Linked DNA regions of Mus musculus: all the other regions are linked to region 1. A link is a contact called in public Hi-C and promoter capture Hi-C data. All regions are on one chromosome and are shown on one strand. The core of a region is the stretch at or near the end of the contact, and the rest is flanking DNA. Distances in the headings are between cores, read along the strand shown. Region 1 holds the start of Polr2m (polymerase (RNA) II (DNA directed) polypeptide M). Region 2 holds the start of Ccnb2 (cyclin B2). Region 3 holds the start of Bnip2 (BCL2/adenovirus E1B interacting protein 2).

The links. Hi-C and Micro-C count contacts between places; a contact is called where the count stands out from the background. Capture Hi-C pulls out chosen DNA fragments and counts their contacts.
Region 2: a Hi-C map of CD4 T cells shows a contact between it and region 1, with 4 times the contacts expected there. The contact joins the promoter of Ccnb2 here to the promoter of Polr2m in region 1. A contact is called at or near these places in 1 of 39 promoter capture datasets (pre-B cells) and 1 of 484 Hi-C or Micro-C datasets (CD4 T cells).
Region 3: a contact with region 1 is called in a promoter capture Hi-C map of adipose tissue, with 3 times the contacts expected there. The contact joins the promoter of Bnip2 here to the promoter of Polr2m in region 1. A contact is called at or near these places in 2 of 484 Hi-C or Micro-C datasets (B cells and CD8 T cells), 2 of 115 datasets of contacts at active chromatin or transcription factors (large pre-B cells and microglia) and 2 of 9 other capture datasets (adipose tissue and liver).

Annotation. Positions count from the first base shown.
Region 1 is chr9:71,483,465-71,487,435 of GRCm38.p6, reverse strand. It overlaps Polr2m (polymerase (RNA) II (DNA directed) polypeptide M), which reads left to right and starts at 1,453. Exons shown (of 4, transcript NM_178602.3): 1 at 1,453-1,752; 2 at 3,631-3,971. The coding sequence starts at 1,640.
Region 2 is chr9:70,419,525-70,423,762 of GRCm38.p6, reverse strand. Ccnb2 (cyclin B2) reads left to right here and starts at 2,209. Exons shown (of 9, transcript NM_007630.2): 1 at 2,209-2,346. The coding sequence starts at 2,323.
Region 3 is chr9:69,987,068-69,991,546 of GRCm38.p6, reverse strand. Bnip2 (BCL2/adenovirus E1B interacting protein 2) reads right to left here and starts at 2,081. Exons shown (of 11, transcript NM_016787.4): 1 at 1,858-2,081.

The DNA.
Region 1 (3,971 bases), core at 204-2,703:
CCTCACAAGTTCTTGAAGAATATTGGCTTTTATCTAATCACCAAAAATTCTTCTATCTTCCAAAATGAGTTCATATCTGATATATGGGCTTCCTGAAACCTAACTGTCCAGAACTAACTACATGCTGTGGTCTCTTAGATCTCTTAGCAATGCTTCAAAGATAATTGTTTCGAAGTCCATCAGGTATAAGTGTTATAAAAACAATGAAATGTGACTCTCCCTGAGAAGCCCATGCCCATCTCTGGGTATATGTTCCATTTGAGCACTTTTATATCTCTGAACACTCATACTTAGGCCTGTATGAAAATATTTTTTATTAGACTCCTATTCTCCTAGTCCTGAATATTTTCAGCATCAAAGTTACAAACCCTGGTTTGAAATCCCTAAAAGATTAGAGGAATTTCTCAGGCCGTGGAAGTCAAGAGTGGAGCCGTTCTTCCTTTCTATTCCCTTTGTTAATATGGCTTAATAAGCCCACTCTTAAGAGAAATGAGAGTTTATGTTGACATGAACATCTATTAAAAATGTTGACAGTGACTTGATCTGTGATCATTAAGAACTGAAAACAACTCAAATATCCTTCAGCATAAACACACAACTCACAATGCAATACTGCCTAGCAATAAAAAAGGGGCAGGGCAGCAAAGCCCGAATCAGAAACTGTCCAACTACTTGCCAAAGACGCTGTACTATTTTGCATCCTCTGCTCCCCCATTAGCAGTCTGTAGGAATCTCAGTCGCTCTTCATTATTTCCAACAGTTGACATGGTCGACCTTTCTAATTCCTGATATTCTGACTTGCTCAAATATTCAAATCTTGTTTTGTTTGAGACAGAGTCACTTTGCAACCTCGAATTCACTATGTAGATCAGGCTGGCCTTGAACTCAGTCAGCCAGACTTAAAGGCATGCACGACCATACCTGACTATATTGTTTCTAATATGCATTTTATTATAGCTAGCTATATTGGTCACTTGTTATTTTTTGAAGACTAAATTATGTTAATGTGTGTGTGTTTGTGCGCAGGTGTCTGGAGAAGCCAGAGTTTGTGAAGTGCCCTGGAGCTGCAGTCTAAAGGCATTTGTAAGCTACCCAACAGGGGCACTGGTACCCAAACTCTGGCATACTGCAAAAGCAGTATGCCCTCTTAGCCACTGAGCCATCATTATAACCCCGTTATTTATTTTAACTGTGATTAATGTCCATTCAGGAATCCCTGTAAATTTTTTGTCCAAAACTTTGATTGCTTAATCGTAGATGCGACGCTCTATTACTTTCGTCATATTTTACTTATTAGAAGTGAGTTTGTAAGTCTTTGACTTGAGTGTCCTATATTTCCCAGTGCACAGGCGAAAAGCCGGGAAAGCAAAAGGCCCATCCAGAGAAAGCCCGCCAAACCCAGACGCCTTGGCGGTGATGTAACTTCCGCCCCTGCACGCTTCCTCGGGCGTCCCCTCGTCCTGGCCTGTCCGTTTCCGGCATTTCAATAAAGCTCCCTTCGGCTCGGAGAAGCCGTGCTCTTCCGGGAAAATGGCGACTCCCGCTCGCGCTCCAGAGTCGCCGCCGGCCGCGGAGCCAGCGCCCGCCGTGGGCCCCGCCGGGGATCCCTGCCCGCCGCGCCAGCCGCAGCCCGTGCGCAATGTTCTCGCTGCCCCGCGGCTTCGAGCCCCCAGCTCCCGAGGACTTGGGGCGGCAGAGTTCGGCGGAGCTGCGGGAGAGGTTGAGGCGCCAGGAGAGACTTTTGCGCAACGAGTAAGCGGTGGCCCTGGGGTCGCGGTTGCGGGGGATCGGGATCAGGGAACAGGCTCTCAGGGATCGGGATCCGGGGACTTGGTCTCCCGCCCCGCCCCGCGGCCTGGCGCGCGAAGGTGACCTTGCGTGGCCAGGCCTCCCGAGCCAGGCCTGTCCTGTGCGCGGGCATGGCTCCATGCTGCCCGGCCCTCACTCGGCAGCCGCGCCTGCTCGATTTCATGTTCGCACTACAGCTTTGAACGAGCTCCGGTACCAAAGCCTCTTGATCGGAACGTGTGGGATTTCCTTCTCTCTATCTGAAGCCCCACTCTTTCCCCAACCATAGATTTGGAGAGCGGGCTGGAAAGTTTGGTTCATGCGTAGTGGGGAGAAGATGATAGCTGATTGCCTAAAGGCAGCTTTGTTTAGGAACAGGATTGAAGGAAGACGCCAAAAGGATATTTTCTGAGAGGTTTTTTTTTCAGCAAGGAGGGAAAAATGGACCATGAAGGCAATCGAGGGATTGGGGGAACTGGTGTAATAATTTGGAGACAAATATATATTAATAGTTAACAGGTGGTTGAAGTTTCTGGGGAGCAACAAAGAATAATGGGAAAATTGGGAGAGAGGGATGGATTTTAGGTTAATTTTTTATTTTGGGCGTATTCAGTTGAGGGAGTAATTGCAGGCATTTAGTTAATTAAAAGCCAACCGATTAAAACCCAGAGGAATGAGTATTAGGCACAAGAGAGAGAAGGCTGAAAAAAACCGAGAGGAACTCAGTTGCAGAGAGGCATTAATACTGTTGAAAACGTGGGAATAAATGTATCAGGAAAAATAGAGGACCCAAGGTTTAGCCCCCTTCTCCTGTTTGTTATATAACCAAGGAAAAGAACCAGAAAGGGAATTTTTGTCACTGAGGGAAAGGAGCCAATGACCATTTGGCAGGAGGGGTTCCTACTAGAAACAGGTAGGTATTTTGACTTTTCAAGATTGGGTTGTTAATTTTAGCAGTGAATTAACCTTCTGGTCTTGGAACATTTTTATACTCTTTAAGAGTTATTTGGCATCTCAAAGAACTCCTGTTTATATATGCTGAGTCTAGAAATATTAGCAGTTTGCCAGAAGCAACTGAGAATTCTTTCAAACACAGAACCACATAAGCAAGTCCATCTTCCTTTGTAAGATAGTGATGTTATCCCATTATGTAACCTCTGGCATTCCTCAGTTCATCGGGGTTCAGAGACCATGGCTTAAAACCCACTGGTCCTTATCATATATTTATTGTACAGGCTAACCATGTTTTCCTAAGTGCTTAAGACCATTATTTTATATTTTTAGGAGGCTTGGAATGTATGGGTAGAGTTAAGACCCAAATTTAAATATAAGTTTCAGTTGTTTCTTACACATGGCTTGAAGGTAATTTTATACCATGTTCCTTATAGCTTGGGGGGGCGGGTTGAGGGGTTCAAGACAGGGTTTCTCTGTGTAGCCCTGGCTGTCCTGGAATTCACTTTGTAGACCAGGCTGGCCTCGAACTCATAAATCCGCCTGCCTTTGCCTCCCAAGTGCTGGGATTAAAGGCGTGCGCCACCACGCCCTGCTCATAGTTTGGGTTTTGACTACACCTCATCATCCTGTGGTCAGGTGTGAAACTTTCCACCCTGAGAGAATTTCATTTCCCATTCAGAGCACTCCCTTGGGGGAGGGGTTAGAATAATTTTACGTGTTTGGTTATTGTCTTAAGCCAGATTTTTTAAAAATCAAAAAAAATTTTTTTTAAACTTTTAAGAGCCAGCTTTTCTTTGATTCCATTTTGCCTTTTAAATACTGTGTTCCCCATGTTTAAAAACATGCCTGTAATATGTATGTGCTGGTTTCTTTTTTTCCACTCCACAGAAAATTCATTTGCAAATTGCCCGACAAAGGTAAAAAGATCTCAGACACAGTTGCCAAACTGAAAGCTGCCATTTCAGAACGTGAAGAGGTTAGAGGGAGAAGTGAACTGTTTCATCCTGTTAGTGTAGACTGTAAGCTAAGGCAAAAAGCAACCACAAGAGCTGACACCGATGTAGACAAGGCCCAGAGTTCTGACCTGATGCTTGATACTTCATCATTAGATCCTGACTGTTCCTCAATAGACATTAAGTCATCTAAATCAACCTCAGAAACACAGGGACCTACACATCTCACTCACAGAGGCAATGAAGAGACTTTGGAGGCTGGCTACACAGTAAACA
Region 2 (4,238 bases), core at 960-3,459, 1.1 Mb after region 1:
TTACTGTAGGTCACAGAAGTGCCCTCAATGTGTCAGTGTTTTGTGACAACCACCACAAAACTTGGTTTCAAGTACTTTTATTTGCTCACAGATGCTCAATTTGGGTAATGCTAATGGAATCTAGCTCATCTTTCACTGTGGTCTTCCTGTGGCTACATTCAGCTTGGGAGTGCTACTGGAATAGTCTGTCTAGCATGCTTGATTTAGACGTCTGACACTTTCAATTGCATGGTGAGAACAGCTGATGGTTCACTGGGTCTTTTCACTGTCATCTATTTAGCAAGGGATAGCTAGACTTTACACAGTGGGTCAGTGATCCAGGGACTGCTAGGCCACCTTAGAGACTATCAAGGGTAGCTAAAATGAGTGGGCATGGAAGAAGAATCCCAAACCAATACAATTTGGCCATTTTAGATTCAGCACAGGGGCTAGCCATGCAGCTCATGGTAGACTCCCTTGGCCTCAGGAAGCCCTGGGTTCTGACAGTGCAATATACTAGTTGTAGTGCAGCTTGTAATCCCACTCAGGAGGTAGAGGCAGGAGGATTAGAAATTCAAGGTCGGGCTGGAGAGATGGCTCAGGGGTTAAGAGCACTGATTCCTTTTCCAGAGGTCCTCAGTTCAATTCCCAGCAACCACCTGGTGGCTTACAATCATTTGTAATGGAATCTAATGTCTGTCTGGTGTGTCTGATGACAGTACTCATATTACATAAAATAAATAAATCTTTTTTTAAAGTATTAAAAAAAAATTCAAGGTCATCCTCAACTACATAGAAAGCTGTAAACCGGCCTAGAACACATGCGACCATGTTGTGAAGTCCATTCACCACAGTAACCTGAAGTACAGCCAATGGCTTTGTTAAAGTTAAAGTTCAGTTAGAGAATAGGTCTGAGTTGCCAAATTGGTGCTGAAATCATGAGTTTAAGAGGTCCTCCTGCCATTTCTGAGTTCAAGGCCAGCCTGGTCTACAGAGTGAGTTCCAGGACTGCCAGGGCTATACAAAGAAACCCTGTCTCAGGAAAAAAAAAAATCCTCCTGCCTTAGCCTCCCAAGTAACTGGAATTATTACAAGCATGTGCTAATAGTACAAACTGCAGAGCACATTTTCTTCCCCAATCCAAACCAAAGCTTCCCAAGAAAGAGAAAGCTATGCGTAACCTCTGTGATTGTAAGGATGATGGACCAAGAGTCAGCAGCCACAGAACTTTCATTTCCTTTAGCAGGTACTTGAGAGAACTTAATGGGATATAAATAGTTATTTCTGCTCCTTTGGTTTCCAATATCCATGTGTAATTTAGGTCGAGGGGTAGTACTGCCACCTTGTCTTTTCAGGTGGGAGTGTTGGACAACACTGGTTCTTCCTTTAGACTCAGATTGGAAATGTCAGATTTGGGCGAAGGGGGAGGGAGCATTTATTATTTCCCAATAGAAGGGACTTGAACAAGACTGATGGGGTAGCCTGATCTCAAGTCGTTCTGCTGGCACTGCACCATTTTCTGTGTTGTTACCTAGTCTTTTCCCCAGGGTAATATTCTGGTTTTGTTTTTTGTTTTTGTTTTTGTTTTCTGTCTTGTCTCTCACTGTTCACAACTTGGGATACTCATTATTTTTCTTTTGAAATCTTGTGCACATCACACCGTCATTTGACAAATAGTTTCTGAGTTCTACTGTATTGTGCTGGAAGTCACACAAATCACGTCTAGTTTGAATTATGACTCTGCTGGGGATCTGTTTTAGGAAGACCACATACAGTACACATCCGAGTCACAATCATCTTGTAGCCCTGAACGACCTGGAGACGATGGCTTCATTTGCCAGACCATTCCAATCCAAATTCCCAGGTAGACGTTTCCGGAAGAGGAAGTAAGGTCAGAAGTAGCATTTCCAGGAAGTTCTCTGGAACCCACTTCTACCTAACCCAGAACAAACTTTTAAAGACATATGTCCTTAGGTGATGGCTCCCCACTCCTACCCCTAAAATTAAGACAATCTTTTCCAGTAGGAGGAAAAATTATTTTATTTAATATCAGGGACTAGAATTTGAAAATAAGACTGTAGACAAGGAAACAACAAAGCCTGGTGGCCTCGCTGGTTGCTATGACAAGCAAATACAAGCCAGCCAATCAACGTGCAGAAAGGCCTTCCAGTCTAGCCAATGGGTTGCGCGCGCCCTGCGTGCGTCTACCCAATAGTGCGTCAGCGGCGCGGTATTTGAATCGCGGACCGGGCGGTGGACGCGGAGCGGCGGGGCCCTGACCCTCCCAACGGTGTCGCAGACCGGAGTGGCTGTGCCTCGTCCGCACTTGCCAGGGCGGCCCTCATGGCGCTGCTCCGACGCCCGACGGTGAGTGCGCCGGGGCTACGGTGCCCTGTCCTGCCGGGTAGCCCGGGAGGCTGCCGGAGAGGCCCTGGCAGAGCTAAAGCGGTCCAGAGGCCCGGCCTGGGGTCTTCATTCCTGTTACCACTCAGGGCTGTGCTGCGCTGGGGATGAGGACCGGGAGGAACCGGGAAGCCGCCCAGTGCCATTTCTCTACTTTTCACATTTTTCAGTTTGCTTCGTGTGAGCTTCCCATTCGCGTCTTCATACTGCCTTCCTGGCCAAGGTCATTAAAGTGTGGTTTTGTCCTCTTAAAAAAAAAAAAAAACAGAAATAACAAAATGAAAACAAATACCCACCTAAGTGCTGGGCGGTGGTGGTGCACGCCTTTAATCCCAGCACTTGGGAGGCAGAGGCAGGCGGATTTCTGAGTTCGAGGCCAGCCTGGTCTACAGAGTGAGTTCCAGGACAGCCAGGGCTATTCAAAGAAACCCTGTCTCGAAAAAAGCAAAAAACAAAAAACAAAAACACCCAAGTGTAAGAGGAAACGTACAAAACTTGGATCCTAGGATGGCAGACAGTTGGGCAAAAGGCCAAATTCCTTTAATTACCTTTTTGAGAATGAAAGTATTACTGACTTTTAGGCTTTAATTGTACTAGGGTCGGTCTACTTTAGTTGAAAACAAGAGGGCCCCCGACACAGCTGCTGCCATTGTCCTGGCTAGTTAAAAGCCTCCAATTCCTCTTCCCAGTGAATTCAGGGGTACCCCTCATTACCAGGCTTTAACTCATAAGAAATTGAACTTTCAAACTCATTTTGAATTTAGCCGTGGGAAGCTAGCAGTAAAGACCGAACAGCTTAGATTTGGGGATCAGAATCCTAAACAATGAGGAACATACAGTCAGGGTTCATGTCTTGTAGCTCTAACTGCCACTAACAAGTTAATTTTTGTCTAATTTGTTCTTTCAAATTATTTAACAGTTAAAGTCTTGTGTAGGGATGGGGTACAGTTTATCTGGTCTATCCTACACAGGTCATCTTAAAAAAAAACAAAAAAACCCCAACCTTTGGAGAGGTTTTTTTGTTTGTTTTGTAGGATTAGTTCCCCCCCTCCCCCAACACTCAGAAAGTTAAATATTTTTTTCTCATGGAATACTTGTTATTGTACCACACTGTAAACTTTGGGGTATGAATAGCAAGCCTTGTTTCTTAACTGTATTCAAGATGAAGGCAATTAATTTCAAGTAACACTATTTTTTTTTTTTTTCGTTTTCATTCAAGTCTGACTCTCCCAATACTTGAGAGGTAAAATGACTTCCCCATCCTGTTGTCATTGGGAATGTCCTTAATTTGAGTCTATGCTATAGGAAGCTGTTTCTGAAGGGCTTTCCTTGGAAGTGCTATTTCTTATTCTTTGGTTGGCGTTATAACCCAAGCTGGTGTGAAGTCTGAAACATGGAGTTTTAAACAGCTGGGCTATCATTAACTATTGGTATCAAAGCTCTTTATCATTGCAGCTATACTGTGTGAATGGAAGTTTCTAAGAGAACCGACAGGGATCTCTTAACAGCAGACGCAGGTTACTTATAAGAAGTAATCATTTAGGTGGGAGGCTTTGGTGTCGCTTGAAAACTGCTTGAATATGCAAAACAATTTATAAGATCAGTAAAAAGATCTTTGTTTTATTGGTAAGGCAGTGGGTGTTTGCCTAATGGAGAGTGATATTTCAAATAGCATTTTTAGATTTCTTTAAATGTACCTTTTCCCATAAAAAATAATTAAATTTAAAGACAAAAACCAAAACCTAACTCTGCAAGTTTGAGGCCAGCCTGGTCTCCAGAGCGACTTCCAGGATAGCCTTGTCTCCAGAATGAGTTCCAGGACAGCCAGGGCTATAGAGAAACCCTGTCTTGAAAAA
Region 3 (4,479 bases), core at 832-3,331, 1.5 Mb after region 1:
ACTCTTGGTCTAGAAACATAGCCTTTTGTTCTCAGATGTCCCCTTCTCTCATCGCTACAGAGAGAACAATCAGGACCACTGCCCCAAAGAGTATTTCACCTTTACTTCTCTACCCATTAAAAACTAATGAGTAGTTAGAGCGTCAGTGCCCAACAGGTGTGAGTGTCGTGGTTTGTATATTCTTGGACCAGGGAGTGGCACCATTTGGAGGTGTGGCCTTGTTGGAATAGGTGTGTCACTGTGGGTGTGGTCTTAAGACCCTCACCCTAGTTGCCTGGGAAGTCTTCTACTAGCAGCCTTTGGAATGAAGATGTAGAACTCTCAGTTCTGCCTGTGCCATGTCTGCCTGGATACTGTCATGCTCCCACCTTGATGATAATGTACTGAACCTCTGGACCTGTAAGCCAGCCCCAATTAAAATGTTGTTTTTTTATAAGACTTGCCTTGGTCATGGTGTCTGTTCACAGCAGTAAACCCCAAACTAAGACAGTGAGGTCGAATGCAATGTCATTAGCCATTTAGCTTAGACAAGAGGCAAAAGACAGACCCTATGTCCTGATCCCCAGATCTATAACAAACCTGTCTGTAAAACCAAATGTGGTTATACTTAAGGGTGAAAGGTCCTGCGATGCCTAAAGATGTAAGTATGTTGGTTTATGGTAATTCAGTCCCTACGCTATGCACATGTCACATTTCCTAGTCCAGCAAGTTAGAAAAGACCTAAGAATGGCATTGAGAGATAGAGATTGATTAAGAACCAAGCCAAAAAAATAATGTGCGAGGCAACCAAACATTGGTAACTTCATGTATGGGTAACTAAACTAGATAACTTCAACTCTAACTTTGAAGGAACACCCACTCATGAATTACAGAGTTTCTACAAGTGAAGGCTAGAGGAGTGGGTCAGTAGTTAAGCATGCTTGCTGCTCTTCACAGGAGCCTATTTCGGTTCCCACCACAACAGCCTATAATGCTAGCAGCTCCAGGGGTTCCGATGCCCTCTGCAGTCGCCTATACCACATGACAAGACACATTAAAAAAAAAAAACCTTTGAGAAAAAAAACCCTCTACAATTAAAGGATTCTAATAAATCATAAGAAAACGTGCATTTCATTGAAGATGGGAATTCAAGTATAAGGGAAAACATCCTAATTAAAAGTGACGCAAAAGAAAGCAATACTAAGATGCAATTGCAGATGAAAGGCACTTTTATAGAAATACTTTGATAAACACTGCAAAAGTTGTGTCCTCATAGAGTTCCTAGGACAAAGGAAGTTTCGAAGTAACGTAATATAGATCCAAATAAGTTTCTGCTTGAACGTGAACAGACTTAGGAAGAATTCTCCAGTGGCATCGCATGCATACAGCAATCCAAAGCATCCTAGCCGGTATTTAAATGAAGAGGTTAAGTGTCTGAGAACAGCCAAGGATCAGGCATTGACGTACACACCCTACAATAGGATATCACACTCAGGAAGGTTCAAGAGAGCCCTGATGACTTATAGGATGCTGTCTGTGTATGCTGTCTGCGTCCATCCCCCCGAGGCTATGGGGTGCACTACACGCCCAAGTTTCTTTGTTCTGCTCTGGACTGACGCCGGTTAGGAACACGGAACAAACGAGGCTAGGGGAAGCCAGGAACCGGGAGGTTCCGCTCCAGGCTTTCGGGCCACAGACGGAAAAAGGAAGGGGGCGAGAGCCTGGCACCAGCGTCCGAGGCAGGGCGGGGCCCGGCAGCGCTCGGACCCGGAACGCGAACGCGCCAGTCCACGGCCGCCACCCCCGCCTGGCCTGGCCGATCCTCCCGCAGCCCTCCGGCTGTGCCGTAGCCCGGCCCGCTACCCAAGCCGTGCTCACCCCGGAGGAAGCCGCGGCCCCCTCGTCCTCTTTGCCCCTCCAGGCCGGCGACGTGGGGCTGACGGCCAGGTCGCAGAAAGCGGCGCCGGGCAGAGCCCGCTGCCCTTGGTCGGCTGTGGAGACGGGGCCCAGCTTTTCCCGGACGATCTTAGTTGCAGTCCGGGCGGCTGCAGCTGACCCGGATTCAGTGCGTACGCCCCGGCGGAAGTGACCACCTCCGGACCGGCGCCGGGCGCGGCCGAGGGAGGAAGCGGGGGCGGGGCGTTTTCCTAAAATCCTCGGCGGGCTTCCTCTCTGCGCATGCGCAGCCGTGAGCCCTTCTGTCCCGGGCCAGCTAAGGCTTTGGCTTGCTGCTGGCGAGGGAGGAGGAGGGCGCAGCTTTCTAAGGCTCACGCACTTAACGTTACTGTAGGGACCTAACCTCGCTGTCTTGAAAGAGCTATTCGTTTCTCTCTGTTTTCCTTTACTTGACATTATATTAACTATATTACAGAGTGAATGAAAAGGGGGTGAAAAATAGTCGATGTCTTATGTACGATAGCCAGGTCCTAGAAGAATCTACTTTGATAGAATTTTCCGACGTGAATAGTTTTTCTCTCCAGTAATGCTTCTGAGAGAGTAATAAGTACCCCACCCCTCTCCTCCCCAGACTCCTCTCCTGTGTTCCGAGTTGGCCTTGAATTCCTTCCAGTGTATCTGAAATAACCTTGAAAACTAATTTTCCTGCCCCAGTCTCCAGAGAGCTGAGATTATCTACATGATTGTTACCACATTGTGGTAGAGATAGAGACAACTTAGGGCTTCCTGACTGCTGCTAGGTAGGCACTCTATTATCTGAACTTTCCGTTCCCACCATGTGGTTGCTGGGATTTGAACTCCGGACCTTCCGAAGGTCCCGAGATCATAGGAAATTTCATTACGATTCACGACTGTAGCAATATTACTGTTCTGAAGTTGCAACGGAGTAATTTTGTGGTTGGGGGTCTCCACAACATGAGGAACTGTACTAAAGGGTCCCAGCTTTAGGAAAGTTTAGAACTATTGCTTTAAAACATGCTTTTCCCAGTTATTTGTGGGTCCTATCTTGATGACGTAGAAAAAATGAAAATAAAAGTGAAGTCAGTAAATGTAAAATATTTTATTATCACAGTCAACAGTCCTAAAATTGGCTGTCGTAAAAAAAAAAAATCCTCAAAAAGGGGGAGGAGGGGATAAGAGGTTTGTGGAGAGGAAACTGGGAAGGGGATAACATTTGAAATGTCAATAAATAAAATAACCAATAAAAAATTCTCAAAAGATCTCAACTTCTGTACTTTTCTGTGTGGGCCATTAACAATTTTTTTGAATGGCTTCCGTCTATGAGCTGTCCTTTTAAGCAGCTTCAAGGGGCTGTTATTTTGGAGGGCAAGGTCATCCCTCTTAGAAGTTGAACGTGCTCAACCTGTCCAGAGAGCTAGTAGGTAACTATTTGGGCAAGCCTATTACTCCTAAAAGGAATGGTGAAGTCAAAACTATTTTAAATGGATCCAAAACACAGTTCTTTAGAGATACAGTTTAGATTTGTTCTCTGTTGGCAGAGAGTTAAGAGCTCTGTGACTTACCTATAAAATGGAGAAAAAAATAATGCCCGCCTCATGGGGCTTTTGAGACAGAACAGTACATGTATCTGAGATGGGCGCTTGGAATGTTGCTATCATCTGTGTTAGTATTATTTCCCCTAGCAATTTTCTTAATTGCTGGAGGGGGAAACATGACAAACAGATCCACAAAGTTTTAGTTAAACCACTTGGCCACAGGAAGCATTTTCTCTCCAGTTACAGATTTTTCCGGAGTTCCAATTTGTATTTTAGTTCTGCAGTGTGCAGAGTTCCCCACACGGTGGCAGAAAATCGTTTGCAATCATGCCAGAGAGTGAGGTTTTTGTGGTCTTGAGTTTCCTCATTTTAGTAACAGAACATGACTTGATTCAATGTTTGGTTCTGAGTAAGATACTCTGCAACATTTTCCTTTCATGAACTATTTATCTTTACTGTTAAAACATTAGAAACTGTGGATAAACCAAAAAGACTATCATTATGAATGATCACTTTCAGATTTGAATTTATTTTTATTCATTGCATGTCTTTTTAAAAATTAGTGGATGTAGTTTAATCAAATGATTAAGTTTATAAATTTTTTTGTTTAAAAACCTTTAAATTTATTTTTAGAACCTCATGCAGGCACTCTGCCACTGAGTTACCCTTCCTGTTTTGTTTTGGAAATATATCAGAAATTCCTTTTCATATTTATAACTGAATTTCATCACATTCATTCATTCACTTCACAGTTTTAAAAGACAGGATCTTGTGCATCTCAGGCTAGCCTCCAACTTGCATGTGGCTGAACCTGGTTTTGAACTCCCGACCTTCCTGCCATTACTTCCCAAGTATAGGGATTGCACCCTGTGCTTAAATTTCAACATTATATTTACTACCAAATTTTTATTTACCATTCAAGTAGTTCCATATTTCATAGTTAAAAACATTTTAAAAAAATATTCAAAAAATCAGAAAAACGGACTAACTTATTTTCAAGTAGTACACTAGATACATTTTCAGATTATATATTTGATATATTTTTCTT